Regions from separate parts of the Mus musculus genome. Here region 1 is linked to region 2. Evidence: chromatin contacts called from public HiChIP or PLAC-seq data. All regions are on one chromosome and are shown on one strand. The core of a region is the stretch at or near the end of the contact, and the rest is flanking DNA. Distances in the headings are between cores, read along the strand shown.

What was found. HiChIP or PLAC-seq counts read pairs in DNA pulled down with a chosen protein or histone mark.
Region 1: an HNF4G HiChIP or PLAC-seq map of pancreatic cancer cells shows a contact between it and region 2. The contact joins the promoter of Dtx2 here to the promoter of Vps37d in region 2. A contact is called at or near these places in 2 of 115 datasets of contacts at active chromatin or transcription factors (microglia and pancreatic cancer cells).

What each region holds. Positions count from the first base shown.
Region 1 is chr5:135,991,313-135,996,452 of GRCm38.p6, reverse strand. It overlaps Dtx2 (deltex 2, E3 ubiquitin ligase), which reads right to left and starts at 1,653. Exons shown (of 11, transcript NM_001256096.1): 1 at 1,487-1,653; 2 at 1-163.
Region 2 is chr5:135,074,738-135,080,415 of GRCm38.p6, reverse strand. Vps37d (vacuolar protein sorting 37D) reads left to right here and starts at 2,150. Exons shown (of 4, transcript NM_001199677.1): 1 at 2,150-2,354; 2 at 3,787-3,958. The coding sequence starts at 2,217.

The sequences.
Region 1 (5,140 bases), core at 404-2,903, 920 kb before region 2:
CTCCTCTTCACTGAAGAGCTGGCACCAAACTGTCCCTTCTTGATGAAAGCACCAGATCCTCAGAAGCAATAACTTGTCTGAGCTCCCATCTTGATAGGAACAGCAAACAAGAACCCGGCAAATCTGAGGCCTTGCTGACTCAGCCACACCGATTCCGAGGTACCTTTGCCAAAAAGATGATTAAGTCTTCAGTGAAGAATCGGCAAGAGAAAATGAGCGCACAGATGTTGGGTCCCGTGTGCTGTGGCTGGCAACTGGAAATTACCAGGCTTATTTTCCAACAGCTTGGGCAGGGAGCAGAAGCTAGGGACAGTCTTTCTCAGCCCACTCAATTAAACCCTTTCTCAGAAAAGTCTGCGTGAGGACTTCAGAAACCGGTCCCACGGATGGTCCATGAAGGAAATCAACACACCAGAGAGGATAAAAATTTGACCAAAGTCACACAGAAAATAAGCAAAGAGACTTGACACCTTGACCAACTGAAGTCAATCCTGATTCTCGTGGCTACTGGGAACTCTACATCACAGAACTGTTACTTTTGGGTTGTTGGGGGTTTTTTTGTTTTGTTTTGTTTTAAGCAGGGGCCACAGTATATAGCTTAGGGCTGGACTGGAACTCCTGAGTCTCCAGCTTCTGCCTCACAAGTGCTGAAATTACAGTCATAAATCACCACACCTGGCTAGCACTCTTTTGGGGAGTGAGAGGGATGTAATATAGTATCTTGTGATGAAGCACAGGCAAGCTTTAGCTACCCGCAAACCTTTGTCTCCCAAATACTGGGATTATAAATGTGCAACACATTGCTGGGCTCTCTAGAATTTTAAAGGGGCTAAGACGGCACGGAGAAAAGAGAGTTCATTAAAGGTCTTGCCTGTGAACACATTCCCATTCATGCCACTGTGGAGGCAAAGCTAACGCGGGCAACCCTGCAGCTGTGTGAGGGATAGGATGAAAAGCGGAGCTTCAAAACAGAGACACCCCAAAGTGCCCCAGAGACCCAGTCTGACACAGACCGAGAATGGAAAGGCAAACGCCTCCAAAGTCCAACTCTCTCAGACAGTGGTGGATCCCTATCGCCTGGATGTAACGCCCCCACACACACACAAACGCTCCAGGACTGAAACTGACCCCTCAGGGAGCCAGGGTAGCAATAGCCTCACTGCTCTTCCAGGTCCTGTAGGACTCAAACTGCCAGGGATGCGACCCCTGTCTCTGCAAAAAATAGGGCTCTTACCACACCCAGCCCAGTCCCCAACGCTCAGAGCGTCCCAACTGCGACTTCCCGCCTCCAGGACCCTGGTACCGAGGTGCCCAGGGCTCCCAACGCCCCCAGGACTCACCCATCCCGCCGGCACGGCCCTCCCTCCTCGCACGACCGCCCCCTTCCGGTCTCAGCTTGGCTCAATAGCCCCCTCTCCTCAACCCACCCACCCACCCTCGGGACCCCAGGCTGGGCGCCAGCAGGTGGCCCGCCCGTCCCGCTCACCGAGTCTGAGGGAAGCAGAAGGAACAGGTTGAGAGGACCGCCGACCTCCGGGCTCAGCTCCGGCTCGGCCTGGGAAGAACCCTCGAGTATGTCTCCGACTCCGAGCCGGAGGCAGCCGGAGTGAAACTCGGCGTCGCAGCCTCCAAGCACCGCGCTGCGCATGTCCACCTCACGCAGTGCCTTCTGGGAAATGTAGTTCTGATGAAGCTGAGTGGGCTGAACCAAAGCACACCAGCAGATATAAATGTACCCAGCCTTCTCTTTCTCCTACTGACTTACTCCCTCGCTAATCACTGATGCATTTGATTTTTAATAATTTTTATATTTCTTTTTATTATGTGTGTATATTCTGGAGGGGGGTGTACTTACAGAGGTCAAAGAACAACTTTAGGAGTCCGTTCTCCGTGTCCACCTTCACGTGGGTTCCACGGATCGAACTCAAGGTGTCAGGCTTGTCAGCAAATGCCTTTACCCTCTGAGCCCTATCGCCAACCCTGATTTTTCCTTTTGTGGTGTTGAGGATCAAAGTTAATGCAAGCACAGTAGACAAGTGTTCTACTACTAATTAATCCCCAGCTATAAGAGTCCACTTGTAGGGGTGGAAGGGGTCCAGGATCTCATGTACCTCGGAGTGGCTTTGAATTTGTGATGTAAGCCTAGGCTGCTCTTAAACTCTTGAACCTCCTGCCTCTGCTTCCTAATTGCTGAGCTTACAAGCACAGTCTTTAAAAACATAGATTTAAAATTTTTAAATAAGAAAAGAATCTATTAAAAAATGTTAAGCCGGGCGTGGTGGCGCATGCCTTTAATCCCAGCACTCAGGAGGCAGAGGCAGGCAGATTTCTGAGTTCGAGGCCAGCCTGGTCTACAAAGTGAGTTCCAGGACAGCCAGGGCTACACAGAGAAACCCTGTCTCGAAAAACAAACAAACAAACAAAAAACAAAAAACAAAAAAAAAAGTTAAACCTTGGCTTAAGTTGGCCTGGCTCAGTGGTAGAGCACTTATCTATCGAGTAGGCAGAAGACCCTGGATTTGCAAAAGAAGTCCTTAAAATTCCACTTCACAGAGCCTGTTCCATTCCCAGAACCTGCTCCCGGCTCACCAAGCAGAAAAGATGAACACAGCTAGAGAAGTCAAGGAGGCCTGGCCTCAGCAGTGTCACTGAGGAGCAGGGGTGCTTGCTACTGTTTTGCTTGGAAAGGCAGAATTGTGTTGCTTCCTGCCTCTGCTAATTGGTCTCCATCTGACACTGCAGAGGGACAGTCTGATAAGACACAGCTGCTTTGCTCATTATTTCTGATGAATGGATGGCACCTGGCATTTCCTAGTGCCGATGGTAGCCACCAAGGACCCACGTATAATCTATACAGCCAGAAAGATCTTAATGACTTCACAGCCCAAAGAAAACGTGTCTGTCCCCAAAAGCTCTACATAAGTCCCTCCTAGTGGAAGTAGGGGGATTTTTTGTTTATTTGTTTTGGAGACAGGGTGTCTTAGCACCTGGCTTCAGAGATGGCCTGCAACTACTAATCCCCCTGTCTCACCTTCTGAGATTGCAGGTGTGTACTGTTGTTCCCAGCTATAGAGGAGGACCAGGCAGGGGGAGCGGGGGGGGGGGGGGGGGGGGTTACCCAGGGCTTCCTGCACACTAAGCAAGCTCTCTGCTGACTCAGGCATATCCCCAGCCCTCCTAGCCTTAAATGGACTCCTGTCTGCTGATTTCCATTTTGCATCCATGAACTTACAAATAAGGACTCCTATTTTTTATTATTCTCATTTTTTTTTTTTTGTACAGGGATGGGTCATGCCACAGCATTCATATAGATGACAGAGAATGTGTCCTTCAGGTCTCTGCTTCTACCACGTGAGTCCTGGGATCAAACCTAAGGCATGAGACTCGGTGACAAGTGTCTCCACCTGCTGAGCAAGCCATTTTGATGCTCTTGTGTCCATACTTAATTCATCTTCAATATTTAAGTGTAAGCAATCACTTTTTTTTTTTTTGAGACAACTGTTCCCTATGTAGCCAGGCTGGCCTTGACCTCACAATGTATCCCAGTTTACTTCACCCCTCTAGCCTCTTATTTTAAATTGTTCACACAAGCACACAATTAAAACTGTGGTTTTTCTTCTAAATCTGCCTTAAGTCAACTGAATTCACGTCCCAGACAAATATCTTTTAAAAATGGAGAAAACACCCACCCCGTCTTCAGTAAGCATGCAATTGCTGGGCTGGTGAGATGGCTCAGGGGTTAAGAGCTCCGACTGTTCTTCCAAAGGTCCTGACTTCAAATCCCAGCAACCACATGGTGGCTCCCAACCATCTGTAACAAAATCTGATGCCCTCTTCTGGAGTGTCTGAATGTACTTACATATAATAAATAAATAAAATATTTTAATTAAAAAAAAAGAATGCAATTGCTTTCTGCCCCATGAGCTGGCTTTTCACTACTTTGATGGTACCTCTAGGCCACACCTCTAGCCCATTTTTCTAATACCTAAGAAAATAAATTAAACAATTTTTTTTAATTTTTCACTTTTTGAAACTAAAATATAACCAGAGAATTTCCCCTGCCTTTGTTTCTTCCCTTCTACTCTTCCCAAGCACCTTTTCCTTCCCTCTTCTCAAATTTATGGCCTTTATAATTTAGATTATAAAATATATATTTATATATTTACATATTTGCATATAGCTATGTATATAGTTATACAACCTACACAGTCTGTATAATGTTACTTATATGTATATATGATTTTGAGGCTTAAACAAGACTTTTGACATTTTCACTGTCTTTATAATTTTCCATCTTTTTTTTGGGGGGGGGGGCGGTTCGAGACAGAGTTTCTCTGTGTAGCCCTGGCTGTCCTGGAACTCTCTGTAGACCAGGCTGGCCTCGAACTCAGAGATCTGCCTGTGTCTGCCTCCCGAGTGCTGGGATTAAAGGCGTGTGCCACCACTGCCTGGCTCAATTTTCTATCTTTTAATGCCTCTCATTTTAATGCACCCTCCCTTTCCCCTCTGGCTTTCGTGAAGCACAAAGGCAGAGGGCTCAGCCCCTCCTTGAAGTGTTTTTGTGGGATGTGGTTGAGGCCTTTGGGACAAATGTAGGAAGCTAGGAAGCTGCTGGAGTCACTAGAGACAAAGGAGGTTTGGGTAACACAAGTCACAATAACCTTCAGCTGCCAGCCAGTATCCTTGCTAGGCCCTTTTGGGGCAAGGAAGAGCCATGCTTACCTCAAACTCCCTGTGTAGCTAAAAGAGGGCTTGAACCCCTGACCCTCCTGCCTACTCAGAGGTAGAGGCAGGTGGATCTCTGAGTTTGAGGCCAACCTGACCTATAAGAGCGAGTTCCAAGCCGGGCAGTAGTGGTGCATGTCTTTAGTTCCAGCACTTGGGAGGTAGAGGCAGGCAGATCTGAGTTCCAAGCCAGCCTGGTCTACAGAGTGAGTTCCAGGACAGTCAGGGCTATGCAGAGAAACCCTGCCTCAACAAAAAAGGACTTTCTCTCTCTCTCTCTCTCTCTCTCTCTCTCTCTCTCTCTCTTTCCTCTCTTGGACTTTTCTGTGTGTGTGTAGGTGAGATGACACCTTGCACAAATCTGTTCTTTCCTTCTACCGTATAGGTAGGGATTGAACTCAGGTCTTCAAGCACT
Region 2 (5,678 bases), core at 901-3,400:
GATCCCCCATGGAACTGAAATTACAGGCAGCTATGAGCCACCATGTGGATTCTGGGTCCCAAACCCTGGTCCTCTGCAAGAGTAGCAAATGCTCTTAATTGCTGAGCAATCTCTTCTGTCTCTAGGACTTGAGAGGGGGAAGGAGGAGGAATAAACAGAAAGGCAGGACCCTCCCTGTCATCTCCCTCACAGCTAAGGAGGAAGGTTAGTAGCCCAGCGTAGGAAGGGCCAAGGGAGAGGCAGACAGGAGTTCCCTAAAATGCTCCCAGAAATAAATAGCCAGCTTGGAAAAAGCAGACTAGGGCGCTCAGAGATGGACTATGGATGACAGTCAAGGGAGAACAGAATGGCAAACTCACAGGAAAGGATAGGCAGGAGCCCGCACTGGGAGGCAGAGACAGCTTCCAGAGGTAGGGTCCTTTCATATGAGTGGATTTCAGTTATGGCTAAGTTAGAGCAGATATGGTGGTGCGCACATGTCATCTTAACACTTGGGAGCTAAGGCAGGAGGATAAAGCTGGATTAGAGACAGCCTTATTGAGCTCTCTTGGTCCCTATGCCTTGACTTACAATCTTCTCCAGAACTCCTATTCAGCCTTTGAAACCCCATTCAGTTGTCACCTCTTCACATAAGTCTTTATGATTGGCTGGAACCAGTCATGTGCCTTCATAGTGGGGAGTGAGTGAGTGTGTGTGTGTGTGTGTGTGTGTGTGGTGTGTGTGTGTGTGTACAGGGAACACATTCATTATATATGTGTACGTGGCAGGGGGAAGATGCACATGGAAACAAAGGTCAACACCCAGCTGTTGTGACTGCTTTTGTTTGTTGGTTTGGTTTTAGACAGGGCCTGGACCTCATAGATCAGGCTAGGCTGGCTGACCATGGAACCCCGGGAGTCCAGCTACCTCTGCAGTACTGTGAGTAAGAACCTGAACAACCATGCTTGTTGGTTGGTTGGTTGTTGTTGTTTTGTTTTTCCCAGACAGGGTTTCTCTGTGTAGCCCTGGCTGTCCTGGAGCTCACTCTGTAGACCAGGCTGGCCTCGCACTCAGAAATCTGCCTGCCTCTGCCTCCTGAGTGCTGGGATTAAAGGCGTGCACCATCACGCCCGGTTTGTCTGGCTTCTTACCTGTGTTCTAGGACTTGAACTCGGATCCTCCTTGTGGTATGACAAACATTTCACATCTCTCTTGCTCCTACCATCTGTATTTTTGGGACAGAGCCTTTCTATAAAGCCCAGACTGGTATCAAAATCTAGATAATCCCCCTGCCTCAGTCATCATAGTGCTGGGATTATGCCACGTCTGCCTCTGCCATTCTGTGTTGCACTAAATGAGATTGTGCCTTAGCCTGTGGACTCCTTGTAGATGGGGAACAAGGATTGTCAATCAGAGTAATAGGACTTCAGGAACGTGATGTCATCTTTTGAGATTTTTAAAATCTGTTTTATTTTGTAAATTACCTTTTATTAATTTATTTTCTTGGTGGTGTTGGGGATGGAATATAGGGCATTGTAAACACACAGACTATGGCTAAGCGCCACTAACACTCTGTGACGCCTCGGTATCTCTAAAGTAACAGAAACTCAGGAAGTTAGTTACATATTCACCTGCCCTGCCCCAAAGGCACTCAGCATTCGCTATCTCAACGTTCATGGTGCTTCAAATCCCCCATTTCACAGATGAAAAAAACTGAGGCACAGAGGATATGAATGACGTGACCAAGTTAGCAGCCAGACAGGGGCTTTGGCGCCCAGCCCAACTCAGAGAGCTGTAGGTATCCAAAGAGGGGGATGTGAAAGAACCTTGCAAACTGTAGGCTCCTGGGGTGGGAGGGTCCGCGGTGAAGCGTGGCAGGATGAAGGGGCGAGATGAGAGGATATTTGGATTTCGAGACATAGGTGGGAGGATGGACTTCGGGAGAGAGCCCGCTTTGAGCGACAGGTTTGCTATGGCTCGGGAACACCCCGGCGGGAGATCTCCGGGTGCGGCCCGCCCCCTATCTGCCCCACCCCCAGTCTGGCCAGCCGCGGCGGCTGCCCCTTTAAGAGCGGTCAAGGCGCCCCCTGGTGGCAGAACGCGGCCAGCGCAGCGCGCGGCCGGAGCTGGAGCTGGAGCCGGAGCCCGGAGCCCGGAGCGGAGCCGGAGCGGAGCCGGGGCGGAGCGGGGCCGATCGGGCCGAGCCAGCAGCCGAGCTGGGGGCGCGGGCGGGCGGTATGTACCGGGCCCGGGCGGCGCGGGCGGGGCCGGAGCCCGGCAGCCCGGGGCGCTTTGGGATCCTCAGCACCGGGCAGCTCCGGGATCTGCTTCAAGATGAGCCCAAGCTGGACCGGATCGTGCGGCTCAGCAGGAAGGTAACGCGGGGGGCGCGGGCAGGAGGAGGGTGTGGGGGGATGGAGAGGTCGGGCTGCGGCCTGCGGGGACCCGGAGACCCAGCCAGCGGAGGCCACCCCCCTGGAGCTGCCAGGCCTCGGGATCATGGGAGCCTGGCACGTCCGAGTGGGCCCCGCGGAGCCGCCCCCGGGGGATGGGGGGCGCCCCGATCCAGCCTGGGGCGAGTGGTGCGGAAGGGGGGCGCCCGGGGATGCACCCGTGCACCCCGGGATGGCCGCGAGGCGTGCCCTCCCGAGGATGCTCCGGGGAGGTGTGTTCTGGGGGGCGGGAGGTGGAGGGTGAGCTGTGTTGTGGGGGGCCCTGGCTCAGCACACCCACGTTCTGTAGGGCCAGAAAGGGGAGGCGCCTTGTTTGGGGGGGGAGAACTGAAGGCCTGCTTGACACCTGGGGTGGGGAGGATAGCTGGGAAAATGGGGGGGGGGTAGTAATGCATTAGATGGGGAGGGGGCTTTGTGTCTGCCATTGGGTATGGGTCTTTGAATACAGAGGCTTGTATTCTGTAGGCCACCATAAGAGAAAGTTGTATATTTCACGGGAGACATAGGCCCGGGCTGGTTGTCTGTCGGGAGGGGGGTACAGAAAGAGAAAGTGTGTGTTACAAGGAGCCAGACGAGGAGGGGCTTGTGCATGGATCAGGGGACAGATGGAGGGAGCGCATTCTCCAGGGGCGGGGAGCTAGGCTTGGCCCTCCTAGAAACAGGCTCAAACAGCCGTCTTCAGGGCCCCAGTGCTGCCTTCTGCTAGGTGAGCAGCTAGCAGGGGCAGGGGACCACAGAAGCAAAGGGGGTGTGTGTTGTGTTCGCGGGGGCGTGTGGGGTTCCACTAGAGGGCCAACAAGGGGGTAGAAGAGATGAGAGGGTGACCTGAGTGGGGGTTGCTGGGAAGGTTCGGGGTGAAAACATCACTCCCCCAAGAGTCAGAACAGGGGGTGGGGATGCTTTCCACACAAACACCTGAGGAGGAAGCGAGACAAAGGCCTGGTATGAGAGGCAAGCTGTCCAAGCGGAGAAAATGGGACAGAGGAGGGAGGGGGGAGCCCTCCGGGACCTAAGCAGACATATTAATTGAAAAATTAAAAATTAACTAACATTTGTAGAGGCCTTCATAGTTTGGTTCACTTAAGTCTCACAACAGCTCGGTGAGCTAGGCGGGTTTTTTGTTTTGTTTTGTTTTGTTTATGTTTTGTTTTGTTTTTAATTGTAGTAGAAACTGGGGCCCAAAGAAAAGATGCAAGGCAAAGCCTGGTCCCTCCACCTGTTGGTCCTGTCACCCTTGCAGGTTGGGGGCTCCGGGGTGCCTTTGGCCAGGCCTGTGGTGGGTGTTGTGCAAGGGTGGACTTCAGGTGACCCTGGGCAGTCTGAGCCCAGGCCTCTTAGCTCTCGTCCACCGCAGTTCCAGGGTCTGCAGCTGGAACGGGATGCCTGCTTGGCCTCTAACTACGCGCTGGCCAAGGAGAACCTGGCCTTGCGGCCCCGCCTGGAGATGGGTCGGACAGCCCTGGCCATCAAGTACCAAGAGCTTCGAGAGGTGGCTGAGAACTGCGCAGACAAACTGCAGAGACTGGGTGAGGGGCGGCCCAGGAGACCTGCTTGGGGCGGGGTTGGCCTTAATTCGTGCCAAGTTCTTAAGGGTGGGACTGGGACACACCTACTCCTGGACAAAGTGTGAAGGGAGTTGGTTTTGGCCTCCTGGAAGAGTGAGGTGTTGACCTGTGGAGGAAGCAGGCATGGAGAACTGGGCTGGGTCCCCCATTGTGTGTAATCCCAGGATTTGGGAGGCAGAGGCAGGAGGATCACAAAACTTCAAGACCAGCCCTAGGTTATGTAGGAGGTCTTGATCAGACTGCTCTGTGTCTTGAGGGGAGACTCTGCATCAAAACAAAAACAAACGGTTGTGTTGAAGAGACCCTGGGCAGTAGAAGAAAGGAGACCCAAGCCAGGCATGGTGACATATGCATATAGTCCCACCACTTGGGAGGCAGACACCGGAGGATCAGTAGTTCAAGGCCAGCCTTGGCTAGAGTGAGTTTGAGGCCAGCCTGGGCTACCCAAGACCCTATCTCAAAAACAAAAACAAAAACGAAAAACAAACCAAAAGCCAACAACAAAATCTCATCAAGGCTGAGGATGGTTCACTAAGTAATGACACTAGGTGGCAAGCTTGAGTTTGCTTCCCAGGACCTACAAGGTGGAAGGGGAAAAGACCAGCGCCTAGAAATTGACCTCTGACCTCTACAACTCTTGAGTGGTATGTGTGTGCCCACCCACATACACACAAGAACACAAAGTAAAAATGTTATTTAAAACAGTTTAAAAAAAACCTAACATCAAAAGGCTGGAGAGATGGCTCCGCATTTGAAGGCACTGACTGCCTCCAGAGGACCTGGGTTCAAACCCCCAGACCCACAGAACAGCTCACAGCTGTCTGTAATGCCAGGCTCTGACACCTGCACATAGACACACATGCAGACAACACCAATGCAAATAAAATGTAAATACACACATTTAAATAAGTAAAAACCCAACCTCAAACAGAAAACAAGAAATGGGGCTGGAGAGATGGCTCAAAAGCTAAAAGCACTTGCTACTACTCCAGAGGACCTGGGTTCGAATCCCAGCACCTCCATACATGGCAGCTCACAACTGCCTATAATTCCAGTTCCATGAAATCCAATAATATCTCTGATGTCCATGGGTACGCATACATATATGCAGGCAAAACACACATATACATGAAATAAAAATTAAAAAAAAAATGGAAGAAACTCAAAGCTTGGATTCCCTAGTGGTCAAAACCTCCCAGTGCTTTATTTTATATTCTAGGATGTAGGACCACCTCATGTCTGACCTAACTGATGGGTTGGGTAGTGGTAGCCTCAATGTGGAAGTGAGGAGGCCATCTGTCCACAGACACTCAGTAGTGCCCGTGTTATTGAACATACTGAGCCAGGTATGGTGGTACATGTTTGTAATCCCAGCACTCAGGAGGCTGAGGCAAAAATAACCACATTTGGCAAGCTAGCCTGAGCTACATAGTAAGACCTGATGATGATGATGATGGCGATGATGGCAGTGACTGTGGCAGCTGGAGAGATGGCTTAGCTGTTGGAAAGGATAGGAGTTTGGTTTCCAACACCCATGCTGGGCAGGTCAAAGACTCCAGCTTCATGCTGGATCTGACAACCACTGGCCTCTTCAGAAATCTGCATTCAAGTTCTCACGCCCATACACAGACACATCCATATAATTAAAACTAAATTCTTTTTTTTAAAAGAAAAAGAAACA